Regions from separate parts of the Arachis hypogaea genome. Here region 2 is linked to region 1. The links are chromatin contacts, called in public Hi-C maps. All regions are on one chromosome and are shown on one strand. The core of a region is the stretch at or near the end of the contact, and the rest is flanking DNA. Distances in the headings are between cores, read along the strand shown. Region 1 holds the start of LOC112706299 (receptor-like protein kinase 7). Region 2 overlaps LOC112706301 (nuclear intron maturase 4, mitochondrial).

Region 1 (7,843 bases), core at 3,948-6,447:
AGGTAGGCCTACGCATTTATTATTGGCCATACTGAATACTAGTTTGGTTTTAGATATTTTATTCAGTTCACATGTGAAAAGAGAGGCAAATCATGATGTAGATTATGCCTTCACTAAGAAAAAAGTTTTGCATCTATTCTTCCAAAAAAAAATTTTGCAACTAGGGTTTGACAAAAACATTAAAAATTATCACAACTTGGAATTTTGTAGTTTCATAAGCCATAAGCAATTAAGCTTATCAAAAGCCTTTTTTTTTTCTCGCAGTATCCCAGTATCTCCTACTCCTGACAAGGACTAATCTATTGCAGTACTAAACTCCATTTAAGGGTTTGCTGCTGGGCAATGGATTATTGCATACACAAGACGGAATTCGAACATAGCCTATTATTCTTGTTTAAACTGAAATTTTTTTATACTTTAATACATTTTTTTATCAAATAAAAAGTGCGTATAAATGTGAAATACCATTTTTTAATATAAGACTTTTGACTTTTGTGAAAATAATTATAACAGAAACTCAAACGGATAACCAAACGAATAGGAAAACGAGAGAGAAAGATAATTTATTTCAATTCGGCAACCTAAACAATAAGGATTATGATTTCTTCTGATTTCAGATTGTTTCAATTTTTTTTATATAGTCAACACGAAATTCTTTCTTGTTTTGAGAATGGAAATTAAAAAAAAAAAGGTGATACAATCGGCTTCAAGCAAATGAAACCACCGCAGCTTAAGCACATTTCAATCAATTCTTTTAAAAAATTAATAGAAGTTTCATTTATGAATTAATTTTAATATGACAGCGTTTACACCTAATATGAATTGAATATTATCGCTCAACAACTCTATCTAATAGTTTTAGACATTGCATTCGAACTTTTCTTTCTTTAAGGTTTTTCTAAGAAGAATTTATTTCTTTATAATTAATGTCTACCTCCTATAGAAACAACAAAGTAGACAATTAATAAGTACAAATTGAGGTCGATTTTTAGCTGTAACATTTCTTACTTCATACAGGTGCATGTGATAGTGACAGCCACAACTATACAACGATAATAGATAATATAAAATACACATCACAACATTACATTCAATAATTTAGAGATGCATGCATATGGTGGATTAGTCCTTTGACATTTTTATTGAGCGCATGTTAAAAGATTTCAATCATCAAAAAGTTCTTTTACTCCTTTTTGAGATGTTATCCTAATCACAACTCACTATAGTCTTGTATTATTGTTATTTTTTGTTTGGACTTCTATTCTAGGTTGGACAAAACATCATCTAATTGTTTCAAATTACTAGTACATATTTGATTTATAATTGGGTTTAGATAATGATAAAATTTCTAATGGCAAAAATTTTAAGGTTTTATTCCATTATTTCAATATAAAAATTTGCAAGCTAAAGCTAAAATATTGTATGAAGTTTCAAAAGTAATGGATGAAAAGGTTCCCATCTTAAAAAGTTAAAAAGGAGAATGATTTTGGATTAGTCAAAAACCATCATATGTATGATACATTGGGAATAGAAAATCTCAATTATTTGAACGATAGCATATATGGTTCATTCCCATGAAAAAAATAAAAATAAAGGAGCTTGCTTTTTTTATTACAAGTATTTGGAGGTGACCCCTTACTAAGATTTTCATCCATAATACAGTTTAAAAATACATGTTAAGGAAGTTCTAACTAATATATTTTACATACTATCTCCTAGGAAAATTTACATTATCATCTAATTAGTGGTTTTAATTCTCTTTCATGAACTAAAATTCTTCAACCTTTTGTATCTTGGCATGGATGATACTCTTCTGAGAAATTTTATTATTAGTAAAAGATAGTTTTTATACTCATTATTGCAACTCATCCTAATAAACTCACTAATATTTTAAACCAACTAAAACTTCTCAGAAGAGTTACAAAAATGAGTACAAAAACTATTCTATTTGGCATTGGTTCTGATTTTGTTTTGAGTGCCATCTTTGTTTATGACAATTCCAACCAATTTACATGGCTCCGCATCTTCAAGCATTTGAACCACTGTTCTCATGGTAGGCCTCATAGCTGGAAGAGTTGCTGTGCATATAACTGCAGTTCTTAACACTTTGCAAGCTTCTTCTTTATACATCTCTGGAATTCTTGCATCCACAACACTCCCGAACATTTCTTTGTTCTGTGCTTTACTATGGACCCAGCTTACTATGTCTTTGTTTTCACCAAATTCTGCTTCAATTGGCCTTTTACCTGTCACTAGCTCCATCAATACAACTCCAAAACTGTACACATCACTCTTCTCATTCACCTTATAAGTGTAGCCATATTCTGCACTTATTTAAAACATAAAAAATATTAACAAATATTTATAATTAATAGATAGAAAGAAGAACACGAAATTATGAACTAACTAACCAGGAGCAATATAACCATGTGTTCCAGCAATGACTTGAGTAGAATCCTTTGCAACGTTAGCTTGAACAATCTTAGCCAAACCAAAATCTGCAATCCGAGGCTTCAAGAACTCATCAAGCAAGATGTTACTGGACTTAACATCCCGATGAATAACAGGCCTCTCACATGAGTGATGCAAGTACTCCAAGCCCTTGGCCGAGCCAACCGCAATCTCATACCTTATCTCCCAATCAAGCTCCATCTTCCCACCGGTGTGCAACTTATCCCACAAGCTTCCATTAGGCAAATACTCATACACCAAAAGACTAGAATCCTCACTTGTTATGCTACAATACAGCTTCACCACATTCACATGCCTTATCGAGCTCAATGCCTGCACCTCTGCATCAAACTCCTTCGACTTCCTAGTGCGCTTTCCGGCCAGCATGGGCGTTCCACTGCCACTACCAGTACTCCAGGATCTCGACTTCTTCGTCCTCCAATCAACATCGGTATTCCATATATGCTTTACAGCGAGCTCTTTTCCATTGGACAATATCACCCTGTAAACATTACCTGAACCTCCTTTTCCAATGAGATTCTCTTGCTTGATCGAATCAAGAATCTCGTTTTCGGTGAAGCTTAGAACATGGAAGGATTTTACGTCCCATGAATACTCCTCTTTAAGAGAACGCTCTCCTCCTCCACATTTCACGTTCTTCTTGTTCTTCTTCTTCAAGTAAAGCGCCAAACAGAGCATAACTACAACCAACCCAATTGGAATGCAAACCACAAGAGTACGTAGACCTTTTGACATGCCAGAATCCTTAGAGCACCGAGGGAATGAACCGATCAAGTCAACACTGCAGAGTCCAGGGTTTCCGGCGAGGCTACCATTGTAAGCTTGAATGGTAAGAGCCTGAGGAATTTCCCCGGTCAACCTATTCTCCGACAAGTCAAAGAGGCTCAATCTCAGCAACGCCAAACTTTCCGGAATCTCGCCGGACAGTTGATTCCTAGACATGTTAAGCGAGTTCAGAGCCGGTAAAGATCCTAACGAAGAAGGAATCTTGCCGGAGAGCGAGTTCATCGATAAATCTACGTCGTTTAGCGTAGTACAAGAACCTATAGACTTAGGTATCGATCCAGTTAACTCGTTCTTCTGTAAATAAAGGCTTCCGAGTTGTTTCAATTCTCCAATTGAATCTGGAATCTCACCAGAAACTTGATTCTCGCTGAGATCAATAGTGACTAACAAACTCGCTTCCGAAATCTCTTTTGGTATCTGACCGGATAACCGATTCTTCCGGGCGTATATCTGAGCCAGTTTCTTAGCGCTCTTGATGTCAGAGGTAACCGAACCTTCTAGATTGTTGAGTTCAATATCTATGATATCTACGTTCGGAAGACCCCAAATTCCTCCCGGTACGGAACCGGAGAGCGAGTTGTTACTGACTCTGAAGCGGTTAAGAGTGTTACAGGAAGCGTAGGTTTCCGGTATTGATCCGGTGAGCTTGTTCTGAAGCACTAACAGAGCAGTCATTTTCCCCTTCTTGCACATGTCAGGTGGAATCGGACCCGAAAGCATGTTCTCCGAAACATCCACGAAATCGAATTCCGTCCAAGAACCCAGTCTCTGAGGGATTTCACCAATTAATTTGTTTCTATACAGAGATAATGCCTTGAGGCTCTTGAATTCGCCGATCTCTTTCGGAATCTCACCGCCGAAACCGTTTTCGAAGAGCTGAAACGAAACGAGATTGGTTAAGAACTTCACCTCGGTGAGATCGCCTTCCAGTTTGTTCATTGAACCGTCAAAGTAGTTTAGTCCCGTAAGGTTGCGAAAACCGAAGGGAAGCTTTCCGCTTAGGGAATTATTGTAGAACGTCAGCTGCCACAGCTTCTTCAGATTAACGATCTCGCCGGGAAGCTCTCCGGTGACGAAGTTATCGGAGAATTCCAGTTCCGTAAGCTCCGTAAGGTTGCCGATTCCGACTGGAATTTTCCCTCCAAGTGAACAATTCGAAAGGTAGAGCCAGTTCAGTTTCTTGAGACTAACAACTTCTTTCGGAAATGGCGTGAGATCGAAGGGGTTATCACCAACGCTTAACTGTAACAGAGAATCCGTCATGTTCAACAGTGACTGCCATGGAAAAGTTCCGGAGAAACCGCTCTGGTTCAAGAACAGGTACTGCAGTTTGTTTAACGGTGAGATGTCAGGGAACGTTCCGTAGAAGTTGTTGTTCCCAAGGTCCAAGAACTTGAGCCCGGTGCAGTTTCTGATGTCGTCGGAGATTTTTCCATGGAGAGAGTTGAAACCGAGCTCGAGAGTCTGGAGAGACTGGATGCGGCAGAGATTGTGAAAATCAAGAACGCCGGTGAGGGAACGGTTGGAGAGGTTGATTCCGGTAACGGAATTGGAAGCGTCACACGTAACGCCGTTGAAGGCGCAAACGGAGTTGTCAGGGGTCCATGAGAGGAAGGCGTTGGGGTTTGGTGATTGAAGGGTTGACTTAAAGTCGAGGAGGAGTTGACGATCGTCAGAATTAACGGCGAGGATTAATGAGGAAACGAAGAGAAGGAGAAGAGTGTGGTGGGAAGAAGGGGCGGGAAGCATGTTGACGTAAGTGTATGAGGGAGAATGGAAGGGAAGGAATGAAGAAGGTTGTGATTAGGTGTCTTGAAACGTAAGAAAGTGATAAGGGAGTTACATATAATATAAGAAAGAAGGAACAAAGTGGAACCTCGTGGGAATGGAGGGGATAGTGGGGAGTGACTTATATGATGATAATGCCAAAATTGCCAATGCAGCAATCCTCAACACTACTGGCTGTAGTAAATCCCCCACCACCTAGTGAAAAGTGAAAACAGGTTTTGTCATTTACTTATTTCCCATTAATTTTGGATGATGCATGAACGTGGACGTCGTTCATTGTTGATATTTTTTCCTCATCTTTAAATACTTATTATTAAATAAAAATAGAGAAATACTATTTGTACACTAAAATCAGCCATCAATATATTTGTGTATAAATATATGTGTAGTTTCATTTATTTTCAATATGTATTTATATTTTAATATGTATTTTATAATATTGGCTAACTTTAATGGATGATTTTGATGTACATGTAGTATAATTATATTTTTTATTAAGAGTTTAATTTTGATACACAAAAAATAAAAAATAATTATTTTTACTGATATGATATTACGTAATTAAATGCATGTGTAAATTAGATTAATTATATTTCTTAAAAAAAATAGGTTAATCATATTTCTTGAAAAAGTTTCAAATGAGTTACAGGTATGTTTTTTACTAAGGAAATAAAAAATTAATGTTTATAACTAATTATTTTATTTATTATTTTTAATAGTAATTTATTTTTTAAAAAGCACTGCACTATCTGCTTTACCTAGAACACATTTGTATTTATCATGGTTTATGTATGATTTGATTTAGTTTTTTTTTTTTTTTTTTACAAATATTTATTGTGATTCAGTTTAGTGCTTAACTTCTAGCATATTTTGTTGCTATAGTGTTTCACGTACATTAAAATATATAAGTATAATAAATATCTAACATACAAGGCATATTATTCATTGGTGGATATTTTAATAACAATATCTTTAGATAAAAATTATATTGTAAATCATTAAATAATCTAACAATTCATAACGTGATCTTCATATAAAAATATGAAGATCAAAAGATCTATACTATATATGATCAAAACCACAATAAAAACACTAAAGAATTGGATTCAATGATTAACACTTTATGTGGATGGTTTGGTTGTTTGTTTGTTACTTTGTTAATGCTACTTTTCCTAAAGCACTCACGTGTTTCCTTTTTCATTTTCCTCTCTCTTTGCATAATTGACAGATTTAGATTTTGTTGTATAGATGTTCTTTTTGGTAATGTGTGTGAACATGAATTAAGAAGTTAGAATAGATTTGCATACTCATCTTATGAAGGTAAGAAATAATTCTTGGTTCTTGTGTCTATTTGGGTTCTTTTCGTTATTGTTGTCCTGCAGCTATATATATTATGTACTAATATACTGTGTTTAATTTTTGCATACATAAAGAAATTAAAATTGTAAAATTTCATATTGAAACATTTTAAAAACATATTTTCAGATTTGTTAGCAATGCAAGACCCTGTTCTTTTTGCTTAAGTTACATCATATTACTGATAGATCAGAAGTGGTGATCCAATGAGGCTGTGAGTGAAAGAAGACTCACCAACTCAGTATCCGTGTTAAACATTGGCCAATTGACTTGGACTCGTTAACTCTCAAGTCTCAAAGATTGAAAGAAATCATTATGCCTAAGAAAGAAGACCCTATATATGGTTATGTTGTTTTTAATAAATAATGTTTGGACATCCAAAAAGACAACTACCTATTGAATCCCTTTTATTCGTATACTACAACAAACGCGGCAGACGGCGGTGATTGGAATTTGGGATGCTGACCGCCGCTAAACATTCTGCAGCGGTTGGTCAATCGCCGATAGTAAGGACGTCGATAAACTTTTAGCGGCGGTTTTTTATGACCGTCGGAATAACCAATGCTAAACTGTATTTAGTGGTGAATACATTATGCAGCGGTTAGCAATCGCTGCTATCTATCAGCACTGATTTTAGACTTTTTGAGGCGATTAGATAACTGCCGCTATTTAATTTAGTTTAAAAAATAGGTTTTTGTAACATTCCATAAAAACTGTAGCTAAAAGTTCAAATTTTTTTCATTTAAATTGATTATTTGAATTTTGGATTCATATCACAATCAATATTTAAAATGTTATGTATTAATTTAACAAGATACAATTGATATTTAAAATATATTTTTTATTTTTTAATTTTTGTGTATTATTATATATTAGTGTGAAAACAAATTTACACTAACATTATATTAAATGTTGTCACATAAATAATTAAAATGTTTTTTCATAAACAGAAAATGTAGAGGTTAATTAATTAATTGATTTTGTTTACATAATAACGACACTACCTAATGTATAGTTGTTAGTAGAATTCATTGTTTATTCTTTTATAATTTATATTACGGACATATTGTGGGGAAGCATGTACGGCATAATATGTGAATGGAAATGTAAAGTATTATTCCAATATAATACACTTTTTTTAATTTATATGGCTAAAATATGGACAAATAACTTAATTAAAATTTTTTAAATAAAAAATTTAAATAATAAATATTTATATTAAAAATAATTTATAAATAAATTATTTTGTATTTAATTTTTTAGTTCTAAAATTATTTATTTTAAAAAAAATAATAAAAAGCTTTTATTATAAGAAAAGATATTTTTAATTTTTTTATAAATATTTAAAAAAAATTAAAAAGTTATAATTTAATTTTAAAAATTATACTAATATTAATACTATAATTTTTTATAAATTAAAAATTAAAAGAATATTTATAGA
Region 2 (7,843 bases), core at 2,342-4,841, 50 kb before region 1:
CTATTTTATCCAAGTGTGTTGCCGAACCAGCTCTTCCGTTAGAGCTAACAGATTCCTTTTATGAATTTAAAAAACAGGCAGAGCAGTATATAACTTCAGAGGTAGCCTCTGTTGTTGAGCTTTTGCCAAATAATAACAGCTCATTGGGAAATATGATGACAAAAACTGAGATTATAGCTCCTCTAGAAGCAATAAAAAAGCGTCTTTTAAGATATGGATTGACCACTTCTAATGGATTCCCCCGTTCTACTAATTTGCTTATCATGCAAGATACAACTGAAATTATTGACTGGTTTTCGGGGATCATCATCCGCTGGATAAAATGGTATGAAAGCTGTGCTAACTTTAATGAGATAAAAAACTTAATATCAGATCAAGTTAGGAAATCTTGCATTCGTACTTTAGCGGTGAAGTACCGCGTGCATGAAACTGATATAGAAAAGCGGTTTGATGTAGAACTCAGCAGGCTTCCGTCAACACAGGATATGGAGGTGGAAATGACTAATGAAATGTCAGATACTCAAGCTTTTGAAAACGATGAGGCATTAATGTATGGAATTACTTACAGTGGTTTGTGTATGTTATCACTTGCAAGAATTGTGACCGAGGCAAGACCATGTAATTGTTTTGTCATAGGGTGCTCTTCTTCAGCACCGAGGGTCTATACTCTTCATGTTATGGAAAGGCAGAAATCTCCTAGTTGGAAGACTGGGTTTTCGACTTGCATTCATCCAAGCTTAAATAAACGACGAATAGGGTTGTGTAAGCAGCATCTGAGGGATTTGTATCTAGGATATATATCACTTCAGTCCATTGACTTTGGTGCATGGAAGTGAGTGTCCACAATTATACCAGAATCTTTATCAGGATTGGGTATTGGTCATGTATTACTTCAGTCTATTGATGGTGAAGAACGGGTAGAGATCAGGTATAAGATCAAGATGAATACTTATATCCAATTCTTTTAAAACGTAAGGTAATTCCTGTTCTCTTTTTGTTTTATTTTATTTATTTATGGTAGACAGATTCCAGGTCATTCAATCATATAATTTTTGTTTAATAAAGTTTATTTTAATTAATTTGACAATATTTACACACGAAGGAATCAGAAAATGAAAATGAAAACACAACCTGGATTTTTGGTGTCGGCTATAAGGAAATTTTATTGCCCTGCCAAGTGCCAATGTACATTAAATTATCATGTAATCTTTTAGAATTGCCTATATGTTCACTCAAAAGGTCTTGGTGTAGATTTCAAATTATGGACACAAGTAATTGTAGGTTCAGGCTGAGGATTAAACTTACCATATATAACAAAATAAATAAGAGAAAGCTTCTCATTTAACTTGTGACCAATTTTTCCTCTTTCTAGTGTAGTTTTTGCTGTGCATAAGTTGATTTTTTTTATATCATTGCCATTTAGTAGTGAAAACCAATCATGGACACCCTTTACGGGAAGATTAGGTTTGGAGTGTAATTCTGGACCAAAAGAACTTGATATTCAGTTTCTCCTTTAGTTAAACTTTTGTTCATTTTTCTTTGCTCGACCTAGTAATCAGGATTAATTCTTGGCTGAGCCATAATTTATAGAGTTCCTGAATTATTACTGTTTCATTGTTCTGAAGTCGCAGAACAAAATCTACTTTGATATGGAGTGAGTTTTCAGTTATTGTTCCACCATGAGTGATGTATTTTGCATGTTTTTCTGATGGTTAATCTTTAACAATGACAAGTTGGCATCTGCCAGTGACTTGATTTTGGAAATGATATTTTCTAACATGAGTTCTATATACTTACTGCTGTGATATAACTTATTCTAGTTTTTATTTCCATGATAGATATACATCATATACATCCTTGTTTAGCTGGGTAATGGCAAATGCAGCATGGTTTACATGTCCTTCAAGCAGTGCTTACCACATAACGCCATGCTGTTTTTCCCGTTAAATGAAGACATTCAGTGATTAGCAAGCAAGGATTGGAATGATTTGTTCCTTTCAAAGCTTGTCTATGTGGTTAGTTGTCATTGATCATAAGGCTTGCACCATTGGTTTTGGGACTTTCGGCCTTTTTAAAGTGTCTTATGGGATGCTGGGTGACTTGGTCTAGGACAATGCCACAATGGTTTCACCGAATTGTGTGGTAATATAGTCATAATTTTAGTAGTTGCCTTAAATTTTATTTACTTCGAAATATTTATCTGTCATGCTTATGCATTACCTTAGTTGACATTAATGTTCGGTATGTGAATCAGGCCTTCAGGGTAATATGTCTATAAATATTGGACATCTTGCTTATTCCCTTGATTTTTTACCTATAAATACTGCCCATCTTCTACAGACTGCATGCATGCTCTTTTCTTCTGCAAGGTGACTTGTGCTAACTTTGTTTGGATTGTTAGTTTCTTCCATGGTATTTTCTTCTTTTTTTATGATCCATGAATTGTCTGGTAAGATTTAGTCCCTTTCAACTAATTTAGTATGTAGTCTTGTTATTTTTTCTATAACAAATTTTTCCCCGTAATTGTTATTAAAGGTTATGCCAATTTATGCTTAATCAAATAGACAATTGGTTTGCAGATACAACTATGCTTTCTTGTGGGACTTGAAGAATGGAACCGTGGTGTGTGCTCTGCTCTTTGCTTTTATGGAGCTGAAATCGTATGCATGCCTGCCTCTGTTAGTGACTTGTGACGATGGAAGAGATTCATTTTTCTTGAAATAAAAGAAAAAATGCAGTTTCTCCGTTTCAAATGAGTTAGATGTATACATGTTAACAAGCATTTCCTTAAGTTGTTTTATATGCTATCCTTATTCGTAGGCACTAAGTATATACTTTTTTCTGTAGAAAAATCCGAACTATATGAGTGCTAATTTGATTCTTGTTTTCCGTGGCTCAAGTCTGTTTACAGTTTGCATGATATTAGTGCATCCATATTTGAACTTTGGACATTATGCATATTTACCCAACAATAATGCTCTACATCCATACAAAAATCATCTACAAAACAAAGGTGAGGGATTTTAAGCCCCCCCCCCCCCCCCCCCCCCTGAGAGAGTAATAGGCTCCCAATCTTTGTTTTGAACTAGTTTATTTATTAATTGAGATAGACGCTCAATACAAAGAACAAAAAGATAAAGGGATAGGGGTCTCTCTGTCTTATTCCCCTAGTTGGAGTGAAAGATTCTGACGGAGAGCCATTCCAAAGAAGGTTCATAATCGGTGTTGAGATGTAGTAGTTAGCAACTTTTATAATATTTTTTGCTATATCTGTGTCTCTGAGAATGTCCATCACATAGGCCCAGTTAATTCTATCATAGGCCTTTTCCAGTCTATTTTGATAGCCATAAGACCCTTCCTTGTTTCTCATGGTATGAACAATCTCTTGGGCCACTAGTATATTATCCAACTGATTTTGCCAGGTACAAAACTAGATTGGATGTTAGTGATCAGAATAGGCATAAAAACTTTCAATCTAGAAGCAATGATTTAGTTTATAAATTTATAGCAAATATTTCAAAGATTAATAGGCCTAAACTGTCCAAAATTTTCCGGTGAAGGAAATTTTAGAATAACGGCTATTAAAGTCTTGTTAACGTCCGTAATCGTCTCAGGTTCTTTAAAAACATCTTTCACCCAGGCTATAAGAGATGTCTCCACCACATCCCAAGTTTGTTGGTAGAGTTTGGCCGGAAGGCCATCATTATTCATTACCAGGAGCCTTCCAACTCCCCATCGAAAAAACATCCTTGATCTCCTCATTTGACACTTCTCTAGATAAAGTTTCGTAATTCGAGTCCTGTAACCTGGGAAAAAGATTAGAAATAGCAAAGGAATTATAATTCAAGTTAGAGCAATAAAGATTTTTAAAGAAATTAACACCCCAAGCTTTGAGAATGTCAACATGGTCCACCCATTCTCCATCTTCATTCTTAAGAGCTGTAATTTTATTTCTCTTCCTTCTCCCATTCGCCGTCAAGTGAAAGTACTTAGAATTTTTATCCCCAAAGTTGATAACATCACATCTCAACATTAGCTGCCAATAAGTTTCCTCCTGGGCAGCAATAACTTCATACTCTTTCCACAAATCTTTTTGTAATTTCTTCAAGAACGGGTTATGATTGAAGGAGCGTTTATTATTAACGCCCTCCAGCCTAAGAAGGATGCGTTGCTTCTTCTTAAAGACATGCCCAAAAACTTCTCTATTCAAAATCTTAGCTTTCTCAACAAAGCTGGCTATATTATGTAAAAAATCATCCTCCTTCAGCCAGCTATTTTTAACCATGCAATTGTAATTTTCGTGCAAAACCAAAGGAGCTAGAAATCTGAAGGATTTTGCTTCTTGTTCCCTTCTTGATTTTTCCTGATTTAAAATATATTAATATAACATCTTAAATAAATATTTAAAATATGTTAATATAACATCTTAAATAAATAAATTAAAAATTAATAATTTATCTCTCTCTATGTAAAAAATGACCTATGTATAGTTTAGACTCCCACCTTAACTCTTATCTCCACGTGGGTGCGCCATTAATTTATTTTACTTTGTATACGTAGAATTTAATTAACATGTGCCTTAAAGACATATAATAAACTGGTAAAAATTTTTAAAATTTTTATTTAATAAATATAAAATAAATATATTAAAAATTTAAATTTTTAATATTTTAATAAAAATTTTCTTGTTTTATAACTTTAACATGTGTGATAGATAAAGTCATATATGTATACCTCTCCAAGATGTGAGCAGTGAGCACCACACTTGGCATCTTGATTTTCCAAAAGTGCTCAATATTGGTAATGTTCCCAATAATGTCAACAAATATCACATTGATTACTAGTCATTGGAACTTGAAATTATTAATGGCCAAGTTAAATTAAATTTGTCTTAACCTTGATACTAGACCTTGGTGGGGAACTGGGGATACACTTATTATATATATGTAGTACCATAGAAAAAGATAATGACATAATGAATGTAGCATATTAGTAGTAATATATTTTGTGTGTTACTGGTCTACTTGACAATTATTGTCTTTTATAGTGCAACATTTTTATTTGTCTGATAATGCACAGTTTCTGAATAATGCTGAATAGTACACATATAATATATCTGATCGATTATTCCATTAATTAAAGAAAAAGTATAGGTAGACAATAAAAATACTAAATGATGTTAATAATGGATATATCAGATGTTTTATTTAATAGGCATAATGTTCATTATTTTTAATTGGATGGTTTTATTCATGCACAATTAATAATGGGTGGATATTCAATTCATTAGGCCTAATGTTAGAGTTTATGGAATAATTTAAAAATGAAGTGTTTTTTTTATTTTATTGGGCCGAGTCTAGAATCCATTGTTGACATTATTCACAAGGATTAATCTCTACATACAAGTGTTTACAAGTTTTACAAGTCTTAACGAACCCACCCATTAAACGCGCTGCTTGTTACGTGCCTTTTTAACAGAATTTTAAATCAATTCAAATCAATTAACGCACAAATATATAACTTCCATTTTTCAAAAGATTTCGTTTCTTTTTTCGAATTTCTTGCCAAATTTGTTGGATCTCCTTCATGCGTTCTCTCTTTGCTTCGTTTTTTTCGATTTTTATAATTTCTGAAATCAAGTTTTGAAATTGTTTTGAAGATAATGGAACTTCAGGAATACACTCAAACGATTACATAAATACACCAAAACGATTACAGAAATACACCCAAACGGTTACAGAAAGGATTACAGAAATATACCCAAACGGTTACAGAAATACACCTAAAGGATTACAGAAATACACCCAAAAGATTTAAGAAATACACCCAAAACAGGGAGAGACAGTATATTTCTTCTTGAAATCTTTTAATATTTTGCTGGTTAAGGATGAGGCACATGGCAGAGACAATCTAGAAGAAAAACCTAGAAGAACAGTAAAACAGTACATTGAATAATGTTTCTTCCTTTTTTCTGGTGATTTTTGATGGAGATTTGTATCTTTTCTTCTTGATTTCTTCTACTCTTCGCGAGGAGTTGGAACGTTTCTACAGAATCGTAGTAGTTTGTTTTGAATGTCCCTTGAATCTTGATGGTTTGCGTTTTGATTGAGGAAGAAGAGGAAGAGTGAACGTGTTGTGGAAGGGGCGCATGTTTGTTTTCTTGATGGTTTGCGTTTTGATTGAGTAAGAAGATGAAGAGTGAACGTGTTATTGAAGGAGCGCGTGTTTTTTTCTTGGACTTGGAGCAACTTGTATAACTTGTAAGCCAAAAGACTTGTATGTGTAGGGGGACAATTTTGTATTGTTCTAACAAACAACAACAAAAATATTTTATAAACACACCAATTTTTATCTCTTATGTTTTAAAGTTACATGTTAAAATTATAAATAAAAATCTTTTATTGAAAATATAAAAATATAAATATTTAATATATTTATTTTGTATTTATTAAAAAAAAATTAAACCTTCCATTAATAAGTACTCTAAGAACATATGTTAGTTAAACTTTACAAAAAATACACTATTTATGTACATGATACTTTATACTTTTCTTTTTTGGATAGTATAATTGATCGTTACAACAATCAATAAAATATTTTTATAGAAATATAAATAATTTTTTTATGAATATAAATATATACACACACCATAATTAATTTTTTGTTTGTGTGTAATATAGTTGCAAAAATCAATTACTTTTTATTAGAGTGACTGCTTGATTCACTGAAAGTCCTCTCTGTTCGGGTCTTATGACAATGAAACTTGAGAGGGAAAAAAAAAGAAAGAAGAGATCAAGACATATATACTTCTGACTTTTTCTTACCTTTTATTTGTTTTTTTAGCACACTGAGCCAATAAAATCTAAATACAGAATATGCATATTGTTTTTTTTTTAATTATTATTATTATTTTTAAATCTCAGAAGTCCTTTTCCCTTTTTTTAGTCCTCATTAGTCATTATACATATTATTGTACTTATGTTGAGGACATACCTGTCCTGAAATTTGCATGCTTTCCAAGTTGATGCCTTGTGCCTTAATGCCTTATCATTTAAGTAAACTATTCTTTCTTTATCGAACCTTCTTGCTTTTTTTTTTTCTCTTCTTTTCCTTATGGACTCTCCACCATGCTAAAGAAAAAATGTTGTTCTTGTTATTGTGGTTATGTGAATCTCGTTCTTCTTACCACTCATAATGCACATCATCATATATACATGTTTTTGAACATACACGTGTGACTGTTTAATATGCATACATTTTTGTATACAAGGGAACAACCATGTGCAACTGTTCTTTGTTATTTTTGTTTCGTATTCTTCTCTATATACACTAAATTTGTCTTTTTTAGAGCTTCGTCATATTATTATGATTATTGTTATTATTCTGTATTTAGAGTTTTAGTTATTGATGCGTGCTTCGGCATAGAGTTTAAGAATTATTTAATAATTATTAATTTATATTTTTAAGTATTAAGTTATTTAATTTTATATATTTTAATTTTATTTATTTAATTAATAGATTAAATTTTATGTTAATAAATTTAAATTTTTTATTTTAATTTAATATAAAATTATAAATATTTCTTAAACTATTGTAGTACAGAATGATTAGAGGTGTCAAAAAAAAATTTTTAGTTTCGTGATTGAAATTATAACGTGAACAAATGAGAATGAATAAGTTCTTTTTTTGTTATTATAGTCTAAGAAAAATTAAATTAAGGAACAATTTACCAAAATAAATAATTTTACTTTCAATTTTATCAGAATATACATCTTACAAAACGGATACCAAAATGCATTTTTTTCCATAAACTATATAAACCGCGATAGGACCCATGGTTTAT

Evidence for each region. Hi-C and Micro-C count contacts between places; a contact is called where the count stands out from the background.
Region 2: a contact with region 1 is called in a Hi-C map of leaf, with 3 times the contacts expected there. The contact joins the enhancer-like site here to the promoter of LOC112706299 in region 1. A contact is called at or near these places in 2 of 8 Hi-C or Micro-C datasets (both in leaf).

What each region holds. Positions count from the first base shown.
Region 1 is chr8:15,871,644-15,879,486 of arahy.Tifrunner.gnm2.J5K5, reverse strand. LOC112706299 (receptor-like protein kinase 7) reads right to left here and starts at 5,197. Exons shown (of 2, transcript XM_025757535.2): 1 at 2,412-5,197; 2 at 1,585-2,324. The coding sequence starts at 5,007. The coding sequence ends at 1,945.
Region 2 is chr8:15,919,574-15,927,416 of arahy.Tifrunner.gnm2.J5K5, reverse strand. It overlaps LOC112706301 (nuclear intron maturase 4, mitochondrial), which reads left to right. Exons shown (of 7, transcript XR_011864592.1): 6 at 1-928; 7 at 2,580-2,899. Among protein-coding and RNA genes, the nearest start is that of LOC112706300, 11 kb to the right of the region's middle. Within about 2 kb of position 3,591, at least 3 of the 3 cell types and tissues checked have open chromatin away from gene starts, as enhancers often do.